Regions from separate parts of the Sus scrofa genome. Here regions 1 and 2 are each linked to region 3. The links are chromatin contacts, called in public Hi-C and HiChIP or PLAC-seq maps. All regions are on one chromosome and are shown on one strand. The core of a region is the stretch at or near the end of the contact, and the rest is flanking DNA. Distances in the headings are between cores, read along the strand shown. Region 1 holds the start of SNAI1 (zinc finger protein SNAI1). Region 2 holds the start of SPATA2 (spermatogenesis-associated protein 2). Region 3 holds the start of TMEM189 (transmembrane protein 189).

Region 1 (4,016 bases), core at 475-2,974, 150 kb after region 3:
AACCCATTTGGCTGAGGAACTGAGTTATCTACTCAGCCCATCTGGGCTGATGAATGAAGAAACGTTTCCGTCAAAGGTTTCAGAGTCAGGCCCCTGAACTCGTGAGTCAGGAGACTGGGGGTCTCAGTTTCTACAACCAGAAAACAGCACACCCTGTCTGGCAAGAGCTGGCAGAGAAGGCATGGGAGGGTCAGAAAGGCAGCCAGCCTGCAGGGTACTCACCGGTGTGGGTCCGGACGTGGCCCTGCAGCAGCCAGGGCCTGGAGAAGGCCTTCCCGCAGGTGCCACACACGCAGGGCAGCGTGTGGCTTCTGATGTGCATCTTGAGAGCACCCAGGCTGACATACTCCTTGTTGCAGTATTTGCAGTTGAAGGCCTTGCGAGACTGGGGGTCTTTGGCCACGGAGAGACCGGCCAGCTGCTTGGGCAATTGGCCCAAGCCTGGGAAGGCAGCATAACTCTCGGCCTCCAGGGAGGAGGCTGAGGTGGAAGAGAAGGACGAAGGAGCCGGTGAGGGTGGGCTGGGGGGCTGGGAGCCTTTCCCACTGTCCTCGTCAGACAGGGAGGTCAGCTCGACAGCCCTGGGGATCTCCTGGGGCAGAAGGGAGGCCCAGCCAATCGGCTGGGCTTGGGGTGCCAGGAGAGAGTCCCAGATGAGCGTGGGCAGTGAGGCGGTGGGATTGAGGACCTCAGGAGGTGGGATAGCTGCCAGCAGGTGGGCCTGGTCATAGGGCTGCTGAAAAGTGAACTCTGGTGGGGAGACAGAGAAAAGGGCAAAGTTAGGCATTAAGTTGGTCAGTCAGTCTGTCAGTCAGCAAACATTTGCCTGATGTGGGCCAGGGGCTGAGTGGGGTTGGCACTCCGTGCTTATTAAATGAATAAGAGAGGGTTACTGCTTTTAAATGAGTAAAAGACAGGTTTCTGCCCTGGCAGAGCCCACTCCTCAGCCAGGTCACCCGTTCTTCCATCTCAACTTCCAGATCTTACAGGAAGGATCCCTCCAGCTCAGGGAGGTCATTCCTAGGTTTCCTTCCTCCTGAGCTGACCAAGTCCCCAGCCTGAGGAAAGACCCCAGCACCCTGGCCCCTAATCGCCTCGGCTGCCGAGGCACTGCGCTTGTCCCAGACCCCCTTCCATACACGTCTCTCCTCCTGCCCCCTCCCCCCAAATCCTCTGGACTCCGGACTCTTCCCAGACACTGGCCGGCGGGTATCCAGACACAAGCCTCTTCCCCCCATTTCAGTGCTCTTGGGGCTCCCCGCCTCTCGGCGCCTAAAAAGTCCCCTCAGCCCAAGACCACCGCCCTCTAAAAGCCCTCTCCCAATCTCCCAGATCCACCTGCCCGGGGCTAGTCACATCCCTCTCCACGTTTCTCCAGGCCGTATCCTTTGACTCGACTTTGGGCCCTCGACTTTGGGCCCTCGATTTTGACCCCAAGTCCCTTCCCCTCATATGCCGCCCCCGCACCAAGCAGCCTTCACCGAGTGCTCCCCCCAACCCCCCGGGGGTCTGGCACCCCATCCACTCACCTGGAGAAGAGTCGTGTAGCTCGCTGTAGTTGGGCCTCCGTCGGGAGCAGGCGGGCTTCCTGACGAGAAAAGAGCGCGGCATGGTGGCCGAAGCAGCGGGGGGGTCACGGGGTCGCGCAGGGATCGCAAGGCCCTCCACCCGCAAGGCCGTGCAGCTGCGCTGTGAGTGGAGACGCGCCTCCAACTCCCTTAAGTACTCCACCAGCGTGTGGGCGGGGGCCGAGCGCTGCCACGCCCCCTTTGTCACCTCCAAACCAATCAAGGAGGGCCTTCGCCGGAGACCACGCCCCAAGCAGGTGCGCCTGGGGCTGGCGGGGCTCGCGCCGCGTGGCGCTGGGAGCCGGGTGGGGCAACTGGGACGCCGGGCTGAGGGCGCTGCTCTCCTCGCTCCGCTGCGGGCTGCCGGAGGCGTGGCGCCAGGAACCCCGGCCTAAGCCGGACCCCCTTCGGGACCCGTGCGCCCGCCAGCTCAGCGTGGCACAGTCGCCCGCCTCTGGCGCCCCCTGGCGCCACGCGCCGTGGGTCTGGGCACCTGACTTTCCGAAAAAACCGCCACCGCCTCGGGTTTGGGAAGGGGTGGGAAATTTCCTTTGCCCGAAGGGTGCCTCGCAAAGAGCGTGGGATTGACGAGGGAGGGAGATAGGCAATGGACACCTTCAGGTGGCTGCTGGCCGTGTGCAATGCCACAGCCTTTTCTGCAAAGCAAACGGGCATCATCTAGAAAAAAATGCATCCGTTCCCTCAATTATCACATGTTTGCGGAGTGCCCACTAACGTGCCAGGCACTGTTCCTGGAGCTGGGGATACAGCCCTGAACAAAACACTCAGGGTCTCTGCCCAAAGGTAGCACCCCGTCCGGTAGAGGAGACAGACGAAGTAAACAGACAATTCCAATGCAAAGGGAAGTGTGCTTTGATGGGGGGAGGAGGGGGAGACCACAGGGCACTGTGACAGTCAAGAGGCGGGTCACTTGACAGGGGGTCGGGGGCAGCTTCCCAGAGGAAGTGAAGAAATACTGAGGGGAAAGGCCTGAGGTAGGAATCAGTAACTATTTCAGAGCCGCTGAGAGCAGCTCCCAGGGATGGGGGTGGGGTGCAGGGCAGAGGGGTCAGGTCTGCTGGGCGTCCAGGGCCTGGAGGAGTTTGGACTTTGCCCCAAGGGCACTGGGGAGCCAAGGAAGAATTTTCAGCTGAGGAGGGACCTGTTGAGAGTTTGAGAAAGACTGGGCAGGTGGGAAAAAGAAGAAGGGAAGGCAGGGGCTGCCATGGTCTCTTTGCTTGTCTGGGGTCAGCAGTACTGTCTGAAGGACCTAATGCTGGGCTCCACCTGGGGCAGGGGGTGGGAGGGCACTGACTGATTCAATGTGGGGACAGCTGTACCCTTGCGCTCAGCGTTCCTGTGAGCCCACCAACTTTGAGAGCTATGCCAGGCCTGAGGGAGAGATGGGGCACAGAGATAAATCCACAAGCCCCACCCAACTTGTTCCCACCTGTGAAGCAAGGACCATGAACACCTGTAAGCCTCTCCACTCCACACCTAGAACAGGGCTGGGACAACTGTCTGTTTGGGTCATAACAGCGGTGAACAAAACAATCTTCCTTACCCTGTTCTAATTGGTGAGGGGAGGGTAAGGTGGGGGACAGGGCATAGGCAGTCTTTAGGAAGAATATATCCCCTTCTACATCTCTTTAGTTCCAGTCCCTATTTTCCACGTGCCTCCAGAGGGAGAGAGTAAGGCTGTGTCCCTCTGCTCAAACCCTCCCCTGTTCCAATCTGCCTCAGAGTGAAAGCTCTCTTCTCCACAGGCCTCCACCTGCTGATCTGACCTCTGCTGATCTTGTCTGGAGCCACTCTCCTCCGCTTCCCCTGCACTATGATTCCCCGCCCCTTTTTCTGTTCCTCCACATCCCAGCCCTGGCCCACCACAGGACCTTGGCACCTGCTGTTCATCATCCCTGCCCCCCCCCAATCTCTTTCCCCCTAGATCTTCACCTGGTTAGCTCCTTTGCAGTCTTTGTTTCAGTGTGAACTTCGACAACTGCTCAGCCTCATTAGTAATGACTGAAATGCAAATTAAAACCGAAGTGAGATACAATTTCACACTCATCAGAAAGATAAAAAGTTAAAATGTGGTCAATAGCAAGTGTTGAGGATGTGGAGGCAGGAGGGCTTTTGTCCTGTGCTGGTGAGAGTGTCATAGGGACAAGCCACTTTGGAAAAGTTTGGCATCATCTAATAACAGGTGATTCTCTTCCCAGCAATTCTACTTCCAAGCCAAATGCATCCCAGAGGCTCTCAGCCCCCACCTGCAGATTAGATTCCCTGAGGGAACGTTAGCCTGGGCCCCACCCCCAGAGTCCTACTGATTTGATTAGTCTGGGTGGGGCCCTCTGGTATTAGCATTTACAAAACCTCCCCAGGTGATTCTAGTGAGCAGCCGAGGTTGAGACCTGCTGGCCCAGCACTAATCCCAGAAGAAACAATATT
Region 2 (3,643 bases), core at 214-2,713, 200 kb after region 3:
CTTTGCTTGCAGAAATCTGAGAAAGTTTCAGAAAGGATGCGTGGATTGAGCTGGGGCTGGAAGCCAAGAAAGCAAGGAAGGGAAGAGGGGAAAGGAAGAACATTTGTACTGAGGGAACAGCAATATAGAGGCACAGAGGCCAGAGGGGCAGAAGAGCATGGTAAGTGCCAAGAGCCAAGACCATGTTAGGGAAAGAGAACCTAGCATAGAGTGGGCTCTTAGTCTTCATTAAGAGGCTAAGTTAGAACGAGCTGTTCAATGGCAGATACGATCAACAAAGTCTTGAGTATGTGCTAGGTATTTTGCAAGCACAAGGATTTAGAGCAGGGGTGAACCACAAAACCAGAGCTCAGAGCAACATGGTGGGAGACAGATCCATGAAGTGAAGTGACAAGCCACCAGTGTTGATGCCAGTGTGGTCTATACTGAAGATGTCTGGAAAAAAGTCACGAAGCAAGGAGGCAATATTTTGGCTCGATCTTTCCTAACACTGGCTTCCATTTAGGGAAGTTGAGGGCAGAATTTAATCATTTTCTTAAACAGTAACCAGATTTTAAAAACAAACTATTTATACATTATTTTTTAGGGCCGCACGGAGGCATATGGAGGTTCCCAGGCTATGGGTCCAATGGGACCTACAGCTACCGGCCTACACCACAGTCACGGCAATGCAGGATCCGAGCTGCATCTCTGAGCTGCATCTGCAACCTACACCACAGCTCACCGCAATGCTGGAGCCTTAACCCACTGAGCAAGGTCAGGAATCAAACACGCATCCTCATGGATACTTGTTGGATTCCTTTCTGCTGTGCCACAACGGGACCTCCATTTTTTTTCTTTTTTCTTTTTTTCCCTTGTTTGGCCGCCCTACTGGAGCTCCTGGCCAGGGATCAGATCCCAATCATTGCAGTTCCCACCTAAGCCCAGGCCAGATCCTTAACCCACTGAGTGAGGTCAAGCATGGAACCAACATCCTCATGGATACTAGTCCGGTTTTTAACCCTCTGGGCCGCAAGGGGGAACTCCCCCCTCACTCTTAAACACACCCTGCATCAACAGTCCTCTCAAGGATGAGTTCAGTCTCGCATGATACTGGGCATCAGACTTACTTTTTTGGGGGGGGGGTCGTGCAGAAGTTCCGGGGCGAGGGATCGAACCCACGCCACAGCTGCGACCCGAGCCACAGCAGTGGCAACCCGAGATCCTTAACTCGCTGCACCACCAGGGAACTCCTCACTTTTTCGAAGCCTACGGCATGTCCACCTGTACAATGGGGGTGAGGGATCCAACCGTCAGCTCCTGCCCAGGCGCAGCTGGGAGTTCAGTTCGCAGATCGTCTCTGCAAGGGGAAAGTCCGAGAGGTGGAGGCAGTCTGCGCTTGCAGCTGAGCAATCCTATCCCGGCTCCAGGCCGGTTCCCATGACAACCTGGCCGGCCACCTTCCCGGGCCGATGGTTGCGTCACTTCCTGTCCGTTTATTTCCGGGTCCGAGCCCGAGACGCGGTAGCGGTCCTTCAGACCCTAAAGCAGGATTCCGCGGCTTCTCTACTCACTCTTCGGCCTTCCACTTCTTCCTCCGCCGCGGGCGGGTATCGGCTTCTGCCCGGCCCAGCGCGCAGCCGCAGCACAGCCTCCATTTGGACCCGCCTCCGACAGACGTCACTTCCTAGCTGAGTGTTTCCGGGTCGCCGCGGCCCCGGGGTACTGGTCTCGGTCCCCTGCAGCCGGCCGGAGCGGCGAGAGCCCAGCCGGGCCTGGCTCCGGCGGCGGCCGCGGCTCCTTCTTGCTCCCCTCGTCCGGGGCGTCCTCGGCTGCAGTGCCGGGGTGAGTGCGGGGCGGCCGGGGCGGAAACGGCCTCTGGGGCTTTCCCGGGCGGAGGGGGCGCCTGTTCGGCGGGGCTCGGCCGGCCCGGGAGCCTCGTCCCTTCGCGGCCGTCGGGGCCGACGGGCCGGCCCGCCTTTTGGGCCCTTCAGCTAGTAGTCTTCAGGATCCTCAGTCTCTCCGGCACGGGCTGGCTCTCAGACTCCTGCGACCGGCCATGGGTGGCTCCGGGCAGTCAGGAGAAACACCCCTTCTTCGGCGACTAACAGCAGCAGGACACCCCGATTCCACCGTGAGGCAGTTACCGCGCAGTGGTCCTCAGCCCAGGCTCTGGAGGCAGGCTCTGGGGTTTGTACTCACTCTGTGACCTTGGACAAGTCACTTTATCTTCTGAGTCTCAGCTGCCTAAAATTAGTTAAACGGGGAGTGAAGCTGCCTTATAGGGCTGTGGTGGCGACGAGGCGAGATGATGCACGTGAAGCAGTCTGGCATACAGCAGGCGTCCAGTAAATGACAGTTGCTGTTATTCATTCACAGACCCGTGCGGAGGGCCTGAGTTAGGGACTAGGATGTTTTTCACAACGATGTGGCCCTAAGAGGCTGTGGGAATTATCAGGCTGGGAATAGCAGCCGCCAGCTTCTGACCTCTGCAGGGAGGGGACCCTGGTTCCTTTAGAGCCCCTTTGAGGGTGGCAGCTGCCACTGAGGGAGCCCGGTTTCAGCTTCACTGAGGTTATTTTCAGAGGTTTGGAAGCCCTCTCTGAATTTGCCTGGAATCGAGTTGGGGTGTGGGGACCCTCTGGCGTTTCACAACGAGTGGAAGACTGGTTGGGATGTGTCTCAGGGGCCTCTGGCTTGGAATGAGTGCAGAGGAGTGGCTGCGGAGGTGGAGGGGGTTGAACTGAGCTCCCCTTGTTGCTGTTCAGAGGCCAAGGGAACTCTGAGCTGCCTGAAGCTAGCTAGATCCCTGGGCTAGCTGGTAAACCTGTGCACTGGGGCCGTGCTGGGCCCAAAATAGCTTCTGCCTGTGCAGGGAGGGGGCGCCTTCAGATGCTGCTTGGGGAATGTTTCTGCTTGAATGGGCCAGCTGAGGTAAAGCCAAGCTCATGCTTTGCTATCCAAAATCATTTCCATTCCGTTCAGTGGGGTTTTAAACATACAGCTTTCCTTTGAGGTGTTTACAAAAAATAATAATTTAAACAGCTGCTGACTCCCTGACTGCGATATTTCTCTCATCATTGATTTGCTTTTCAAAGGGGGCCGGGATTGTGGGCGCAGTAAGTGCTGACCAGGCCTCTTGGCTCTGGGCACCCGCCTGATTCTGTTAGGGATGTTCACCGTGCCATTTTTTTTTTTTTTTTTTTTTTTTCCGCCAGACTGGCACATCTTGGCGTTCCAATCCTTGGGTTGCTTGGAGAAATTAACGGCTTCTGTCAGTGTGCTGTCTTGGTCTCCTGTAACCACGCTGTTTTTGCAGAGAGCGTGTTTTTTGTTGTTCTTGCAGAGTGCTAGGAATAAATTGCTCAGAAGAGACACCAGCTATGACCAGCTACAATGCAGCCTGTATTCTCAGAAAATGAATTCAGGAGAGATGATGTCAGCTGCTTTACCACTGGCCGGTCTCTGGCCAGCCTCTCCTCTTGGCCCTTGAGCTTACATCATAAAGAGATCTGTGGCTCTTCCAGCCGCATTCTATGTGAGAAGAGGTCAATTTTGCTGCTACAGGAATTTTTAGAACTCAACTCTGCTTGCCCTGCCAAAGGGCCTTCTGACTTAGTCGAGCCCTTTCAAGAAGAGCTGTCCAGCAGCAGGGCAGCTTTGC
Region 3 (3,766 bases), core at 166-2,665:
TCAAGGCAAAACACGTTAAACTCCTGGATTTGAAAAATCGAATGGTGTATGCTAATAATACAAGGCCACCCACTTTTGCCAGAATTCATCAGGATTTGGGCTGCAACCTGTCCCTGCTACAGAAGCATACTTTTCTTTCCTGGGAGGAAGTATAGAAGGAAGCAGGGAAGGAGCACAGGCCTGGCTGGAGACAGCAGCCACCCGGCACAAGAACACCCAGGAATCACACCTGAGGTGACTGGCTTTTCCTAGCAGCTGAGAAATCCAGGGCTTAAACCCTCAGAACACCAGAACAAGGATGGAGCTCCAAAATACATTCTAGAAGGGGTCTTATGTCCGGTCCCTGCTCCCCCTGGGCACCTCTTGGGTCCTTCCGTGGCCTCCCATTTGGTAGCACCATATGGAATTTATGTGAACAACTATTCTGTACTTTGTAGCCAGCTGGACGTGTCATTTACCTGCTGAGGCAGTAAAGTCATTTGGCTGAGCCTTAACGCATTCAGCATTTACTGAGCTTCCAACAGGAGCCCTATGCTGAGCCAGACACGGCGGTTCAGCTGTGAACCACCCAAGTCCCGGCCTTCGGGAGCTTGCTTTCTGGTGGGGAGGACGCGAACTCTTCACCGCCTACGACAAGCACTGAGAAGACAAAAGGGATGATGTCACAGTGACTGGCGGAGAGGAGGGAGCAACTCAGAGTGGCGCGGTCAGGAGGGGCCTCTGAGGAGGCAACACAATTCGTTATTGTAAGAACATGCTGTTGTCCAGCCCTTGGCCCGGCGCCTAACAGGTCTTAAGCGCTCACCAAATCTTAGTGACTCTCAGCAGTTTCCTGTCCTCTCCCTCAGGAGAGCAGGAGTCCCCAGGGGTGAGTCAGGCTCGACGTCTCTCGTCCCCCGGCGCGCCGCGCACCGTAGGGGTACGCTCGGTCCTCGCGCGGCAGGGCCCAGAAGCCGGCCCGGGGTAAACCGGTCCCAGCCAGGGAGCACTGTTTAAAGTGCCCAGGAAGCGCTGGCTCCCCGGCCCCGACCAGGCACCCTCCACACGGGTCCCTGGCACAGAGTAGACGCTGGACTGCGCGTGCTGAAGAGACGCCGCTTCTAGGTCCGCTGGCGCAAGACCTCGGCCCTCTCCACCGGCGGGTAAACCGAGCCCGAGGTGGGCGTCCACACTGCCCGCGTTCCGGTGCGGTTGGCGCCGGAGACGGAGCGGGACCGGGAGAGAAGCGCCGCCGCCCTACGCTTCCGTGCCCAGCTGCGCCAGCTGCGGTCCTGCCCCCCGCTCGCCGCGGTTGGCTGCGGCTCAGCGGCCGCTGATTGGCCGGTGTGGCCCCGGCGCGGGTCCGGATTGGCTGTGACGCGCGGCCGGGCGAGGTCCCCGCCAGCGCCGCAGTCGCGCGCGGTGCTGGGCGGTCATTGGGCGGCGTGATCTCGCCGCGGTTCCGCGGCCCTGCCGCCGCCGCCGCCGCCGCCAGCAGAGAGCACCGGGCGGGCCAGGCGAGTGGCCATGGCGGGCGCGGAAGACGGACCGGGCCAGCAGCTGGAGCTCGACGAGGACGAGGCGGCGTATTGCCGGCGCTGGGGCGCGCAGCATGCCGGGGCCCGCGAGCTGGCCGCGCTCTACTCACCAGGTAGGACCTCTGGGCCCCCCTCCGGGCCTGCAGTCACCCGTCCGAGCTACGGACAGCGACCCCCAGTCCGCTGTATCGGAACCCCTGCCTCAGGCCTCGATGCAAACTCCAGCGGCTTCTAACTTGCAAATAGCACCCCTAAGTCCGGGACCCCACCCCTGCGCCTCTTCCAAGCCCAAGCTAGAATCCCAGTCCCGGGACTTTCTGGATGCAAAAACAGTCCCCAGGTCTAGAAACTGCCATATCAGCTCCTCGGGCAACAAACAGCTCCCATCATCCTACCAGATCCAGATCCTAGCCCAGGGTACCCGCGGCTGCAAAGAGCGTCCCTAGACTTAGGAACCACCCCGCACCCCAGGACCCCGTCCAAGCTGAAGGCAACCCCTCAGCCACATGCACCGTCCTCGACCCCCCCAAAAGTTACACCGTATTCCAAGTTCCCCAGATCGGAAGTTCACACTCTAGGGCCCCATCTCTGCCCTAGCCAAGGCCCTGGACTTTAGTAACCTCACCCCACAAATCTGGGCACGTTTAGGCTCCCTGCTCTGGGAACATCAACTCAGGGTCCCACAGCTAATGGGTTCCCCAGAAACTTTTCCTCCAAAGCCCCATCCTGTATTTATAGATTCCATCTGCAGACCACCCTTCCCTCCTCCTCCCCTCCCCCCAGCATTATCTCTCACTCCATACTTTGGAATCCTAGGGTGGTGGGGGCACTACGAATCTTCCATTTAAGCTCCTCTCATATACAAGCCCCAACTCCAACCTTCTCCCATGTGTTTATATTAGCCCCCTCTATTAGGACTTGAGGGTCTCCAGAGGTTCTGTCCCCAGGCCAAGGGCCCTGGCTTCTTCCTGCTGGGCCTACCATTTCTGCTCCGGCAAGCACCAGCGCCCTCCCCCTTCTCTGACTTCCACTTGAGCTTCAGGAATCTCATTGCCAGGTTGCAGGAAGGCCAAGTGTCCCCAGGGGTTAAGGAAGTGCCTTTGAGAACTCTGGAGTCAGGTGACTGGGAGGCCCCTCTGCCTGGATGTTGCCATCACACCAAGCTTTGTTTGTCAAACGTTCGGACATCTTTCATTTTGCCAGGGTGTATCCACCATGTACAGCCCTAGCCTGGGGCAGGCATGAGTCCACTACCACCTTTGGCTTTGTGCCCTGACTGGCCTGGGTTTGCATACCATCTCTGCCATAACTGTGACCTTGGGCCATTTGCTCTCTCTTTGTGTCCTAGCTCACCAGAGGCCTTTCTAGACTTGTAATTCCATGTTCTGTTTGTAATTTTTTTTCATGCCTAAGTTGGGCACCTGGCCCATGCTGCCATGGTTTCTTCAGCCTGTTCCCCAGACACCCAGTCTGTGGCCTTTAAAACCTCCTCTGCTCCCTAAGACAGTCTGGACCTGACTTCCGGACTCTACTTCTTAGCTGTATGACCTGGGCCAAGCCACTTTCCATCTCTGAGCCTCTGTTTCCTCACCTCTAAAATGGGAACAAGGTACAGTTTATCTGTTCCTCAGTATCATTGAAAAGAAGAAATTAGATCATCTCCCTTGGCCAGTGCCTGGGATACAGTAGGCAATCCCTGTTATTAACCCAATAGTTGAACCTTTCCTGTGAGTCTCGGAGTAAGCTGCCTTGCCTCTTTGGTCCTCAGACTCACCACCTGGGATCAAGGATTCAGGGGCCCCCCTCCTTTGGTGTCCAGCTCTACCCACCTTCAACCAAATCGTACGTTGTCATTCTAAGCCTCCCCAGTGGACCACCATCTCTTCATTCCCATGATTGACCCTCTGTCCACTTCTGGTTTCCCCAAGTGCCCCTCACTCTCTAAAGAACAGCCACTTGGGGATCTAAGGCTGCAATCTCCTGGTGCCCCACACCTGCAGTCAGAGACCTTATCTCCTCCTGACTGCACTTGGGGCAGGGCTGGGAAAAGTGCCTGGGTAGGGGGAGTGAGGAAGGAAGAACGGTTTCTCCAAATTCCATCCTCCTCCCTCTGCCTGCCTTTGTCCCTTTCTTATGTAGCTTTTAATAAGAACCTTCATTTCTCTGGGCCTAAAATAAGGGGCCAGACTGAATACATATTGAGCACCCTTGTCCCAGTCCCTGTTCTAGGCTTTGAGGGCAAAGAGGTA

The links. A called contact is a pair of places that touch in the nucleus more often than the background predicts. HiChIP or PLAC-seq counts read pairs in DNA pulled down with a chosen protein or histone mark.
Region 1: a contact with region 3 is called in a Hi-C map of undifferentiated spermatogonia, with 2.5 times the contacts expected there. The contact joins the promoter of SNAI1 here to the promoter of TMEM189 in region 3. A contact is called at or near these places in 3 of 5 promoter capture datasets (fetal liver, liver and skeletal muscle), 23 of 47 Hi-C or Micro-C datasets (alveolar macrophages, blood, embryonic fibroblasts and 13 more) and 2 of 2 datasets of contacts at active chromatin or transcription factors (alveolar macrophages and skeletal muscle).
Region 2: an H3K27ac HiChIP or PLAC-seq map of alveolar macrophages shows a contact between it and region 3. The contact joins the promoter of SPATA2 here to the promoter of TMEM189 in region 3. A contact is called at or near these places in 1 of 47 Hi-C or Micro-C datasets (liver) and 2 of 2 datasets of contacts at active chromatin or transcription factors (alveolar macrophages and skeletal muscle).

What each region holds. Positions count from the first base shown.
Region 1 is chr17:51,544,154-51,548,169 of Sscrofa11.1, reverse strand. It overlaps SNAI1 (zinc finger protein SNAI1), which reads right to left and starts at 1,724. Exons shown (of 3, transcript XM_021077961.1): 1 at 1,530-1,724; 2 at 223-750. The coding sequence starts at 1,611.
Region 2 is chr17:51,498,720-51,502,362 of Sscrofa11.1, reverse strand. SPATA2 (spermatogenesis-associated protein 2) reads left to right here and starts at 1,463. Exons shown (of 3, transcript XM_021077959.1): 1 at 1,463-1,824.
Region 3 is chr17:51,695,630-51,699,395 of Sscrofa11.1, reverse strand. TMEM189 (transmembrane protein 189) reads left to right here and starts at 1,415. Exons shown (of 6, transcript NM_001205093.1): 1 at 1,415-1,630. The coding sequence starts at 1,507. It overlaps LOC102164659 (a long non-coding RNA gene), which reads right to left and starts at 1,270. Exons shown (of 3, transcript XR_002339851.1): 1 at 806-1,270.